Linked DNA regions of Mus musculus: region 2 is linked to region 1. A link is a contact called in public HiChIP or PLAC-seq data. All regions are on one chromosome and are shown on one strand. The core of a region is the stretch at or near the end of the contact, and the rest is flanking DNA. Distances in the headings are between cores, read along the strand shown. Region 1 overlaps Plxdc1 (plexin domain containing 1). Region 2 holds the start of Plxdc1 (plexin domain containing 1).

Region 1 (5,951 bases), core at 1,935-4,434:
TGCACGAATGGCCTACAGTGGTTATTTTTTTCTTGCTGGTGGGACAAAATATCTGTAAAGGCAGTTTAAGATGGATGGGTATACTTGGCTCATGGTTTGAGGGCACAGTCCATCTTGGTGGCTAAACTGGCGTGGTGAGAGCATTTCACATGGGGTCAGCAGACAAGAAGCCTGGCTCCCAACCCCTGGGCTTCCACTCAGCAATGGACCCACGCACACTCAAGCTGGGACTTCCACTCTTGGTTATATCTCTCTGGGTGGGTTCTTACAGACACCCTTGGAGGTGTTTTTTCTAGGTGATTCAGAATTCAGTCAAGTAGATGATGAAGAGCAACCATCCCAGGGACCAATAGCCAGGAGGCGGAGGGGGAGAGCAAGAATCGGGAAGGAGGAATTGCCTCCAATAATCCCAGCACTCGGAAGGCAGAGGCAGGAGGATGTCTGGGAGTTTGAGGTCAGACTGGTCTACATGGCTAGCTCCAGGACAGTCAGGGCTACACAGAGAGGCCCTGTTTCAGAGCATAACAATGACAAAAGGGAGAAGAGAGGCAATAATGACCTTTAGGGTCCTCAAAGTCAGAGGCACTGCGGTTCAGGAAGCACCCTGAATTCAGAAGCCCCTGGAAGCAGTGACGGGATGCTGACATAGACCACCTCCTCTCTTGCAGCCTGCCTCCAGCATCAGAGTTGCGACACCTGCGTGTCCTCGAATCTAACCTTCAACTGCAGCTGGTGCCATGTCCTGCAGAGGTTTGTGTCTAGGTTATACACCAAGTTCGGAGAATAGACCACGGGGGCGAGGGTAAGGATTGGCATGGGGGTAGCCAGAGTCCACTGACAGCCTCAGGCCTCACTGCCCACTCTCTGCAAGCATCAGGATCTCTCTGTTGAGTGTCAGTGTAGCTCTTAGGACAAGAATGTCACAAATAAATTTTACTCAAGGCTTGTACCTGATCAAGGTTGGTGTTAGCAGAGTAAGACCTGGGGTGGCCAGGCTTCTGGAGTTCCCAGAGGATATAGATCTTTCTTGCTCCTGGAAAGCTAACTCATTCTGAGCCAGGACTTCAGGAAGAGTCGGTCAGAGCTGTGGTCAGACCAGAGTCACTGGCCTCTTCAGTCGAGATTTACAGAGAGATCCCAGGCCTGCATCTTAACATGGTAACCTATTTATAAGCAACTGACAGGCCATATCACAAAAAGCCCATCATTGCTGGGTGAGCTCCCAAAAGTAGCCCAAGATCTTTTCTGGGCTGGACCAGGGTTTCCTGAAAACCAGGGGCATGGGCACTACAGGTATCCATGGTTACCCAGGCAGCTACAAAGCTTTGTTTGCTTGCTTTTGGAGGCTCCGGATATTCTGGATGAGATTCAGTTTTGTGGTTAAAGTTCTTAAACCCAACTTATCCTTGTTCTGAAATCATCTCCTTATAGATTAGACTCACAATTAAACCTCTGTTCTTCTAGCCAAGATAAATAAATGGTGGGAAAGTCTCTTTTGAGGATGATGGCTCTCCTGAGAGTGTGAAGCCCCACGAATTCCAAGAGCCTTTAAGGCCATCCTGAAAATGTCAGAACTGCAGGCTCCAGGTCTCTGTGCAGCTGTTGCACAGCTGTCAGCATCTCAACTGCTTCCTTCCAACATCCCAGAGCAGAAATAGAAGCTCTTGATCCTACAGCCTGCTGGCCTGGCACACTGGAGGCAAACCACCCATCAGGGAGCAGTGGGCATGGGATGCACAGGGGCTCAGCCTCCCTACTGTTCTTCCTTCCAGCTGTGCCCAGGATCTTTTTCTTGGGACCTCAGTTCCTTTACCCCATGAAAAGGCCAGCATTTGTGACTCGGGGAGGTGTGGGTGTGGCAGACACTGTTATGGCAGCTTCTGCAGTGCCAGGTAGCATTTTACCAAACACAACCAGGGCCCCTAAGAGGAAAGGCACAGAGCCCCAGAAGAAGTAGCTGGCCTAGCCCCTTAGCTGTCTTCCAGTTACTGCCTGTAGAGTGTGAGAACCACCTGCAAGGCTTGGTAAAAAGGCCAGCTGGGCTGGGTGTGGTGGTGTAGGCTTTTAATCCTAGCATGTAGGAGACAGAGGTAGGCCGATAGCTATGATATTTAAAGTCATCCTGATTTACATTGTGAGTTCCGGGACAGCCAAGGCTTCGTAGTGAGACCCTGTCTCAAAGAAACAAAACAAAGCAAGCCAGGTCAGGGCTGGAGAGGTGAGTCAGCTGTTACTAACACTGGCTGCTCTTTCAGAGGGACACTGTTCAAATCTCAGCCCTCATAGTAGCTAACCAGCTGCAATTCCAGCTCCAAGGATCTATCGCCCTCTTCTGACCTCTGCAGGCACTGCATGCTCATGGTACACAGATAATACATGCAGGCAAAACACCCAGATATGTTAAAAAAAATTTTTTTTAAGATAAATCTTAAAAAACAAAACAAAACAAAACAAAAAAACATCTGGTCTTAGTGGCACATGCCTATAATTCCAGCACTTGAGAGGAAGGTCATCTTTAGTTGTGTAGTGACTCTGAGACCAGCAGACAACAAAATGTGATCCTGAGAGACAAAGATCCCAAAAGCATCATTTTGGAGTGCTTCATCTCATACATTTTTCTTTCTTTCTTCATCTCATACATTTTCTTCCTTCCCTCTTTCCTTCCTTTCTTTACTTTCTCTTTCTCTCTATTTCTTCCTTTTTAAGATTTTATTTATTTTATGTATATGAGTACACTGTTGCTGTCTTCAGACACATCAGAAAAAAAGGCATCGGACCCCATTACATATGGTTGTGAGCCACCAAGTCACAACTGGGAATTGAACTCAGGACCTCTAGAAGAGCAGTCAGTGCTCTTAACCACTGAGCCATCTCTCCAGCCCCATTTTTTTTTAAAAAAGGTTTATTTATATTTTATATGTAGAGTTTATGTGTACTTTCATGCAGTGCCTAAGGAAGCCAGGGGATGTCGTTGGATCACTTGTAACTAGAGTGACAGGTGGTTGTGAGCTACCATGTGGGTACTGGGAATTGAACCCATATCCTTTGCAAGATCAGCCAGTACCCCTATCTCATGCATTTTTAAAGCTGAGGCATGTTTTCTGAGCCTTAGGGTGATGCCTGAGGTGACCTCACATGGTCCCTGGGATCCTGGGGCTCCTGCCAGGTATGACTCAGCATCCAACCCATGCTGAGTCATAGGGAAAAAAAATTAAAGACGGCTCCTGCAGACAAAGCAGTCTCTCCCTTCACCACCAACCCCAGTTAGTGGCCACACCCAACTTAGAGACAAGGCAGTGTAATGAGACCCGGAGTTCCCTGGTGTAAAGATGCTGGCCAGGTGGGGGAGTTTGGGGGCTCTGCTGGTGGGTTGTACCTCTGTTAAAGCAGAGATGCTCTATCAGAGGGTACAAGGGAGCAGAAACTACTCATTTCAGGCCGACACCCACAGCACCGTGGGCTCACTCCAGCCCCTGCTTCCCCCAGCCAGCTCTCTAAGAGCCTCAGCTCCAAATGAGAGTTAATCCTAGGTTCCTGAAAAGCCAGAGGCATACCTGTGAGTCTCTTCTCCCTCTCTTCCATTCCCCCACTCAGGGCCTCCCTTCCCTGCTGTGAGAAGAACAATCTCACTGACCATGCAGGTACCTTGTTTGTATTCTACAATTGTCCCGTTGATTCACAGAGGAGTCCAAGGGTGGCTTCAGCCCTGCAGTTGCTTAGTACTTCTCACCTCACCGTAACATCATGAGGGTCCCTGGGAATGGGTCTGGTGCGGTGGCTGACATTCAAGAGGCACTCAGTAAGGCCCGTTCTCACTCCCTTCTCTGAGACAGTGTTGGCTAGCTCGAGGCTTAACATGTGGTGCGGTTGAACCCAAACTGAAAACTTGGGGTTGTGGTGGGTTTTGGTTTTTTGGTTTTTGATTTGTTTATGCATATGAATGTTTTGCCTGAATGTAAGTCTGTGCACCGTGTACATGCCTGGAACCCTTGGAGGCCAGAAGAGGACACTGGATCCCCTGGAACTGGAGTTACAGAAAGTTGTGATTTTCCATGTAGTTGCTGGGGACAGAACCTTGGTCAACTTGCTGTATACACCAGGAGGGCCTTGAACTGATTCTTGGCCATACACTGCTGCAACCGCTATGGAGACTCAGACTATTCTGTTTGTTTGTTTTTCAAGACAGGGTTTCTCTGTGTAGCCTTGGCTGTCCTGGAACTCACTCTGTAGCCCAGGCTGGCCTCAAACTCAGATCCACCTTCCTCTGTCTCCAGAGCGCTGGAATTAAAGGCGTGCGCCACCACTGCCAGACCCAACCCAGTCTTAGAGGAATCCGCCAACATCACCAAAGAAGCCTGAGTTCCAGTCTCCAAAGTCCTCTTTGTCCTCCATCCCCTAAATAGTGGGCTAGGATATCATGAAAGCAGGAGTGACTGACCCAGCTCAGCCCCTGTGGATGGCCTCGGGAAGCATTGCTTTGCCTTGCTGGAGTGTGGGCACATGGCAGATGCTGTGACTGAGTTAGCTTGCTGAGCATGCTCTCTCTGTGCTAGTGGCTTAGGATCTTACTCTTGGGTTGCAGATATGCCTGGGTTGTGTAGGGCTTAGTAGCTTCCTTTGGCACTAAGAAGGAAGAATGGAAACTTAAGCGGGATGATGCAAAGAACATCCTCTGTTTCGTGCTTGCACGCCACCCTCTCCCTAGGAAAGCCCTTGACATCTTCTGTCTGAACTGCAGCATCCTCTCCAGGGAGCCTCCTCAGTCTCGGTACCATCCTTGTTGCTGCCTCCTTGTGATTACATAGGGAGAGCTGGCTACATCAGCTGATGCCACCCTCCACCCAACCTCTGCTGCCAGGGGGGAGTCTCCTCAATAGTGGTGGGAAGCCCTTGAATGAGCAAGACTTTCTCCAAAAAAAAGCATAATCACAGACATCCCAGCCCTGCCCTAGGACAGAGTTGAGGGGACCCCGAGAGGTCCCAGGGTCCTATACGCACACAAACATGCTGGGCAGAGAAAGCCTTGATCAGAAGGAAGAACTAGAGGGCATGAGGGTCTGACTGCCAATCCCATAATCTCTCCTTCCCAGGGCACCTATGCAGGGGCCCCTTCTGGAGCCTAACCAGCCAGCCTGGAACTGAGCCCCTCCCACAGTATCCTCACAGAGCTGTGATCAGTAGAGGAGCAAAGCGGGGAGGATCCTACACTGAACCCCTCCCATCTCCTGTATCTGGTCCCTCTAGGTGTTCCAGTGGCTTTGACCGATACCGCCAAGAATGGCTGACCTACGGCTGTGCCCAGGAGGTGAGCTATGTGAATGGTCTGCTGTAGTCCCTGCTTGGAAGTTTGTCCTGCCAGAGGACTCTACCCCTGATAATGCTTCTCCTGGTGGCTTTGCCTTGTGACAGCTTCATCCTCACTTTCATCCCAAATATGTTTTCTGTTATGCTCTGAGTCGCTTTGTAACATTTTCTGAAGCCCATTGAGTCCTTGACACTAGTCCTGCTGGTGATGTGGCCTTGAACAGGCAGCCCTTGGTTACCACAGAGAAGAAGGGTTGCTGGGTCTGGCCTCAGCCACAGCTGACTCCTCTGGGCCACCATACTCCTTGTAATGTTAATGAAGCTCTCACCCTCCTGATTTTGAGGGCTATCATTCTGGGGAGGGGGGGGTTGTTCCATTCTTTTCCCACTTCCCCTCAGGTAGGACTTTCCTTTGAATCCAGGCTAGCTTCTACCTCACACATCTTCCTGGCTCTTCCTGCAAGTCGAGCACACTGTACCTACTGAGCACTTCACTGTGTGCTGTTCTGTACTCGCTCTTATTTAACATGGACCTAAAAACTGGGGACCCGGGCCCTCACTGACCAGAGGGGAAGCTGAGAGGCAGAGAAGTTCAAAGACTGGCCTGCCCTTTCTTTCACTTACTTAATGTATGCGTGCTCTGCTGC
Region 2 (6,294 bases), core at 361-2,860, 50 kb before region 1:
TGGCCTCCTCTCTGACCCAGTGAACTATCCCTGGGTGGGGCTAGAAATATGCGTTCTGAGAAGTACTTCCCGTGCATGCTCAAGTTCTAGAGGCTTACGGTTAGAAACTTGTCCACGCCATTTGCTTCTAATATTTCCAAGTTGTTGCTTTTGCCTGAGCCCCAATACAAGACTTTATGGAGAACGGGCACCGAGACTGACCGCGCACGACGACACCAGAATTGAGGCTGGAGGTCCATCTTGGAACACTATAGAGGCCCTTCGCGGCGCCTGCGCGGGCAGTCTCTTAACTCTTCAAGAGATCAGCTAAACGGCAGCCCCGTGGCTCATCACGGGTCCACTGGGTGGCGGTAGGAGGCCACATCTGGAAGGGACGGTTTCTTCGATACCCCAGAGGCTGTCCTGGGAGAATTCAGGCAAGGAATTAGAAAGTCAATGGCTGGCTAGGTTTGGTGGGCTCACCTCTGTAATCCCTTCAATAAACTGAAGAGTGATCGTGAGTTCGAAACCAACCTGGTCGACGGCGTTAGTCCTTACCTGGAAAACTAACAAAAGTCCCTTTGGTTGCGGGGCTTGCCTTGGCTCATAGTATTACATAATATTATATTGAGGTCTTGGGGAGACCACCTCTAGGTTTTTGGACCCAGAGGAGAGTGACACTGGGATTCATTTCCTTTCTTGGTCCTTCTTTTGACCTCAGTGCCAGGCCACTCACCTACTTAAGCCCACACTCTACTTCTGTCCCCAGCTGCAGCCTTCTTCTGGGGATAAGTCCCAGGAAGCAGTCTCTGCACCCTTTCTTTCCGCACTCTCCAGGTCCCCTACACAGAGGAAGCCAGGGGCCCCTCAGTCCTCTCCACTCTCTAGGCCCCAGTTCTTCTCCTTCCCATGAAGTAGGTCACAGGCACCTTCGTGCCTTGACCTGATTCCATGCCGTCTATTAAATCTCCTAAATTGCGGGTATTTTTATTCCATACTTGAAGGGGGTGGGGTGGGGGGGAAGTGCCCTATTCCCAGAGTCCGGTAAAGTGTGGTGGCAGTGGGCGCCACTTCTGGCTCTGGGTCTATCTTGGACTGATCTGGCCTTTCTGTGGAAGGGGCACCGAGCTGTTTCAAAGTGGGAATGTGCCAGTCTCGAGCACCTACATGTCTGCTGGACGGGAGGGGGGTGTGGGTGTGGGATGGAATGGGGTGGGGTCGGTGCTGGAGATGGGCTGTGAAGCAGTCAACTGGGGAGACGCAATTCGTGCCTCTTCTGGGGTAGAAGCTGGGGGGCGGGGGGGGGGGGCGCGGTTCGACTGCGGGAGATTCCTGGTGCGTGTCTGTGTGTGCACTTATGTAGAACACCAGGAAGCCACAGAAGTACAAGGACTAGCTCAGAAAGTCGCATGCTCTTGGGATGGGTGGTGGGAGCCAACGGCCCAAGTAGGGGCGCTTCCTGGGGCCCTTCACCTCGGCCTTTTACTTAGGTTTCTGGGGCAGCGGGGTTCTCTCGGTAACCAGAGATGTCCCGGCGCGGTCCCGGGTCCCGTGGGGTGCGGCGCGGAGCTCCGGGAGGCGGGGACCCCAGCGTTGCGCCCCGCCCTCTGGGTTCTCCCGCCCGCGCTCCCCAAGGCCGCAGCGCCGTGCTTCGCTCGCCCTGCCCGCTCCGCTCCCGCTCCCCGCTCGCCCAGCCCGGGGCTGCTCCCTCTGCAGCCGCCGCCGCCGCCGCGCAGACCCGGAGGTCGTCCGCGCCCACCATGCGAGCTCAGCTCTGGTTGCTGCAGTTGCTGCTACTCCGCGGGGCCGCGCGCGCGCTCAGTCCCGCAACACCCGCAGGTAGGACGCGCGGCCAGGGCAGGTGCAGACCCGCCAGCGGGACCTGGGTCCTGTCCTCAGGACGCCAGGGATAGGGGACAAGGACCCTACTTTCTCTGTGTGCGCACAGAGGGTGCGCACCTCCTACTGCTGTCGGAAGGACGTGGAGGGACCCAGGCCGGGGTCTCCAGAATAGTCACAGGGACCGGCGATCATTTCAGAGAGGCGTTTGCTTTTCTTTTCCATGCTCTTCCCTGCTGCCTCTCTCAGCTGCTCTAGGTGGGGTCCCAGTTGGGCTTGTGACTGCGTGGGAGTCGCCGGAGGATGGGAGACATCCTGGCACCAGCCTGGCCGTCTAACTTGCTTCCCCTACCTATTGCGTACTGGTGGAGAGGCAGGGACCCCAGGAAAAAGCAGCCAGCTGCTCCCCGATCTCCCAGGGTCAAGGGTTCCCTTCTCCCCCCTGCTAGGTTCTGCTCGGTTCTCAGTTGCACAGGCTGAGCATGGAGGTAAGGGGGTGAGGGTGGAGGAGGAGCTTCCATTCTGCACACTCCTCTTTCCTCTAGACCAGTTTCTCAAGCCATTTCTTCCTCTTGAGGTCCTTTCAGGGATCTACTTTGAATCCCTCACGTTATCAAGAAAGGCCGTTTTTAAAAATATATATGGTTTAGTTTCTGCACCCAGGCTTTCTCGGGGAGGTGGGGGCTGGGAATAAGGGTGATTTCACAAGCTCCTTAAAAGGGAAGTGAGTGTCCCACTTGCTGTTGTGTCAGCATAGTGCCTAACTGTGTTCTTGACTTTGATGGTCACGGTAGGTAGGTAGTCCAAATGAATCTGGGTTGGGATGAGATGGTATGAGTGGAGGATGCTGGTGGTGACTGCGGGGGTAGAGGACAGAGAAGTCACATGTCCAGAGACTAGTGTGGACCCATCGGTGTCCATGGTGGCTCCCACAGAAGGTAGCTGAGCACTTAGCTTTTAGTTCTGTTGTCTCACTTGCTGTGTGACCTTGGGCGAGTTACTTACCCAAGTTACTTTCTCTGGGCTCAGTTTTTGATGTATAAAAAGAGGTTCTTGACTAAATCTTTGGCTCTTGAAGGTGGAGTTATGAAAGATTATTTTTCCCCCTTAAGATATTCTTTACTTCTCGGACAGGTACAGGCAACTGATAATTTATCTTAAAATGGTAACTAGAAAGGGACTGAGTGGGTTAAGTCCCGAGTCCTTTTCAGCCTTAGGCTGGTGTGTTTCCTGAACTCAGATATGGCTGGGTTGATGAGGGATTTGGGCCGAGGAGAGGGTTGAGGAAGGGAGCTGGCTACATCAGGGGACCCAGAGACAAGTGTCACTTTTGTAAGTACAGACTACTTAGCCGTCTCTGCTTTTAGATTCATCTGGAAGACATCGGGCATCTGCAGCAAGTGAGATTGAGGTTAGACCCTAGGAAGCTGTAAAAAGCCGTCAGGGCAATTGTTGACTCATCCCAGGTTGGGCTGGGTTTGGTAGTAAGGTTTTGTAGAGGCCATCTGAGGATGTGGGGGAATGGGGAAGGCTGGGAGGGGTCCTTCATGGAGACTGGCTGCTTGCTCTGTATGATAGAGCCCCTGAGGTCAATGAGGGGGTGGGAGTGGGGGACCCAAGGAGGCCTAGCTCCACCTGGGGCAATGGTGTCCCCATCAGGGCTGGTGTTCCTCCATCCCTACAGTCTTGTTCCCATCATCATCCTTACAAGGGACACAGGAGGCATCGATGACCTGAAGAAGGAAGGAGTCTACTGAGGAGAGCCCAGAAGCAGCCTGTAGTCAGGCAGAGAGGAAGATGGCCTCCAGGCCCAGGAAGGGGTCACTGATGGTCTGGTCCCAGAGAAACCAAAGACATCCAGGATACACACAGAAGGGAGAATCTTTCAGGCAGCCATTTTGGAAACTCACAAGCAATCCCTGCAGTCACCTATGTTCTGAGCCAAGGTTGCTTGTCTCTAGAGTCAGGGCCAAACAGATGTTTTGTAACCCAACCAACCTTAATCTGCTTTCAGTTTCCTCCTTGCCCACCAGGGGCCTCCCAATAAACTAATATACTGTTGACTAAAATTCAGATTCCTCACAATGGTTTCTGGGATTGCTGCTCTTCCTGTCAGCTGCAGGCTTCCCTCCTCAGAGAGATCTACCCTGCTGGGAGGGCCTGGGCAACCACCATACTGTCCTGGTTCACTGGGCTGTGTCTACGGGAAGACATGCAGAGTGTTTGTGCTCAGGACCATGCCCTCCTGTCACTGAGAACTCCTCCACACCCCCACCCCCATCCCCCACACCCCCACCTTGTGTGGAAATCTGCTTAATAAATGTGTGTGGGAAAGCTGGGCACGGTGGGCCACACTGAGAGCAAGGCCACTTGGAGGAAAAAGGATCTCATGTTCAAGGTCATCTTCGGCTACATAGTGAGTTCAAGGCCAGCCTCCTACACAAAGCAGCCAGGTGACCCTGTTTAAACAAAACTGAACCCTTGGGGTAATCCTCAGAAAGCAGAGCCCCATCCCCCACCTCACCCCACCCCACCCCTTCTGCTACTTTGTGTCCCTTTTTCTTGTGCACCCTTTTAATCTCCAAGGTGAAGGGCAGGGTCTCACCAGGAGGGGCTTTATATCAGGAGGTGGGATTTGTTAGGCCTGGGACAACCTTGTGTGACCTTGTATGAAGCAAAGACCAGGACTTGGAGGCACAGTGTCATGTAGCCCCGGCTGGCTTTGAACTCACTTGTAACTGAGGATGGCCCTGACTTTCTGCCTCCACCCGACAGCACTGGGTAATGGGATTCCAGGCGTAACGCCATCATGTCATGTTAATAGAGCCCTGGAGAATTGAACCCAGAGCTTCTGGCATGCTAGGTGACATGCGAGGTGAGCACTCTACCAACTGAGCTACAACTCCCCCGAGCGCTGCCTGGGAGGTTGGTCTTGCCGGCTGGTTTGTGTAGATGGTTTGCTGAAGATTCAACCTAGCAAGTGATAGAACTGTTCTCACCTCATCTTGTCTGTCAGAGACGGAGGCTTCCAGAGTCTGTAAACTGTGGCATTCTGGTTCAAGGTTGGGCCTCCAGCTTGGTGGCAAACCTGTCTTCTGTCAGTGCTGTGATAGAACATCGATGGTCTCCAGCAGGGCTGTGCCCGAGGGAGGGTCTCAGTCCTAGAGGCTGGGTGCTGAGTTTCTCCCTCCTCCTGCCAGCCTCCCACCCCCTCCACTCACGGGTGCCTCCTGAACACTGGTCCTTGCAGTGCCCAGAATTCTAGATGCAGAGGTGACCAAGGACATGACAGTCCAGGAGGCCGGCTTGGGTGGTGCCCTTGGCATCTGGGTGAGGAGGAGAGAAGCGTCAGGGAGACTTTTTGAAGCAACGGCATCTTGTCAGATTTGAAGGATGAGGAGAAGCTCACGGGGAAGCGGGTTACTTAGGAGCACAGCGTTCTTGGCTGAGAAGACTTTGTGAATCTATGGTGGCTGAATGGCAGGCCTAGGTCCTAGAGGGCCAGGAGGGATGTGAGAGAAAGAGAAAGCAGAACCTGGCCGTAAGGGCCCTGGGATCAGCTCCAGGGGTGTGGTGAGAGGGACGCAGGAATGATGGACCACATGGGCATAAGAGCTCTCAGATCAGCTGCAGGGGTGCGGTGAGAGGGACGCAGGAATGATGGACCACATGGGCATAAGAGCTCTCAGATCAGCTGCAGGGGTGTGGTGAGAGGGACGCAGGAATGATGGACCACATGGGCATAAGAGCTCTCAGATCAGCTGCAGGGGTGTGGTGAGAGGGACGCAGGAATGATGGACCACATGGGCATAAGAGCTCTCAGATCAGCTGCAGGGGTGTGGTGAGAGGGACGCAGGAATGATGGACCACATGGGCATAAGAGCTCTCAGATCAGCTGCAGGGGTGCGGTGAGAGGGACGCAGGAATGATGGATCACATGGGCATAAGAGCTCTCAGATCAGCTGCAGGGGTGCGGTGAGAGGGACGCAGGAATGATGGATCACATGGGCATAAGAGCTCTCAGATCAGCTGCAGGGGTGCGGTGAGAGGGATGCAAGAATGATGGATCACATGGGTCTTCCATGCGGCTTGCTCTAGCTCGAGTGTGTGGGCAACTGGCTCTAGGGCATACCGGGTGGAAGGTGAAATGGATACCCAGAGAGAGCATCAGCAGTCAGAACAATATGGAGGCAGTATGGCTAGCTTGAGTTGGGTCAGGCCCCGGGTGGTGCAACCCAGTTCCTCCTCAGCCCTGCTCACACTGCAGCAGGGCTGTGCCAGATCAGGGGCTGGGGGCATGATCCTTGTACTCCTCTATATACAGTCCTGGCTGACCCAAAACTAGCTCTGTAGGCCAGGCTGGCCTTGAACTCACAGAGCTCTGCCTGCCTCTGCCTCCTGAGTGCTGAGTTTAAGGGAGTGCTGCTACGCTTGGCCATACTGCACTGTGCTCTATGGTTCTGCCAGACTGAAGCC

Evidence for each region. HiChIP or PLAC-seq counts read pairs in DNA pulled down with a chosen protein or histone mark.
Region 2: a contact with region 1 is called in a CTCF HiChIP or PLAC-seq map of the NIH/3T3 cell line, with 48 read pairs. The contact joins the promoter of Plxdc1 here to the enhancer-like site in region 1. A contact is called at or near these places in 14 of 39 promoter capture datasets (the 3T3-L1 cell line, the C10 cell line, the HPC-7 cell line and 5 more), 12 of 15 datasets of contacts at CTCF or cohesin (CD8 T cells, the G1E-ER4 cell line, the NIH/3T3 cell line and 5 more), 199 of 484 Hi-C or Micro-C datasets (the 63-12 cell line, the AML12 cell line, the AtT-20 cell line and 97 more), 64 of 115 datasets of contacts at active chromatin or transcription factors (the 230-238 cell line, CD8 T cells, the HPC-7 cell line and 39 more) and 6 of 9 other capture datasets (adipose tissue, embryonic stem cells, embryonic tail and 3 more).

The regions. Positions count from the first base shown.
Region 1 is chr11:97,933,329-97,939,279 of GRCm38.p6, reverse strand. It overlaps Plxdc1 (plexin domain containing 1), which reads left to right. Exons shown (of 14, transcript NM_028199.3): 9 at 669-750; 10 at 5,245-5,305. Among named protein-coding and RNA genes, the nearest start is that of Plxdc1, 50 kb to the left of the region's middle. Within about 2 kb of position 3,184, at least 43 of the 459 cell types and tissues checked have an H3K27ac peak or open chromatin away from gene starts, as enhancers often do. A contact at or near this core is called in the BV-2 cell line, the C2C12 cell line, the C3H10T1/2 cell line and 16 more, where this site is marked.
Region 2 is chr11:97,981,762-97,988,055 of GRCm38.p6, reverse strand. Plxdc1 (plexin domain containing 1) reads left to right here and starts at 1,610. Exons shown (of 14, transcript NM_028199.3): 1 at 1,610-1,818. The coding sequence starts at 1,740.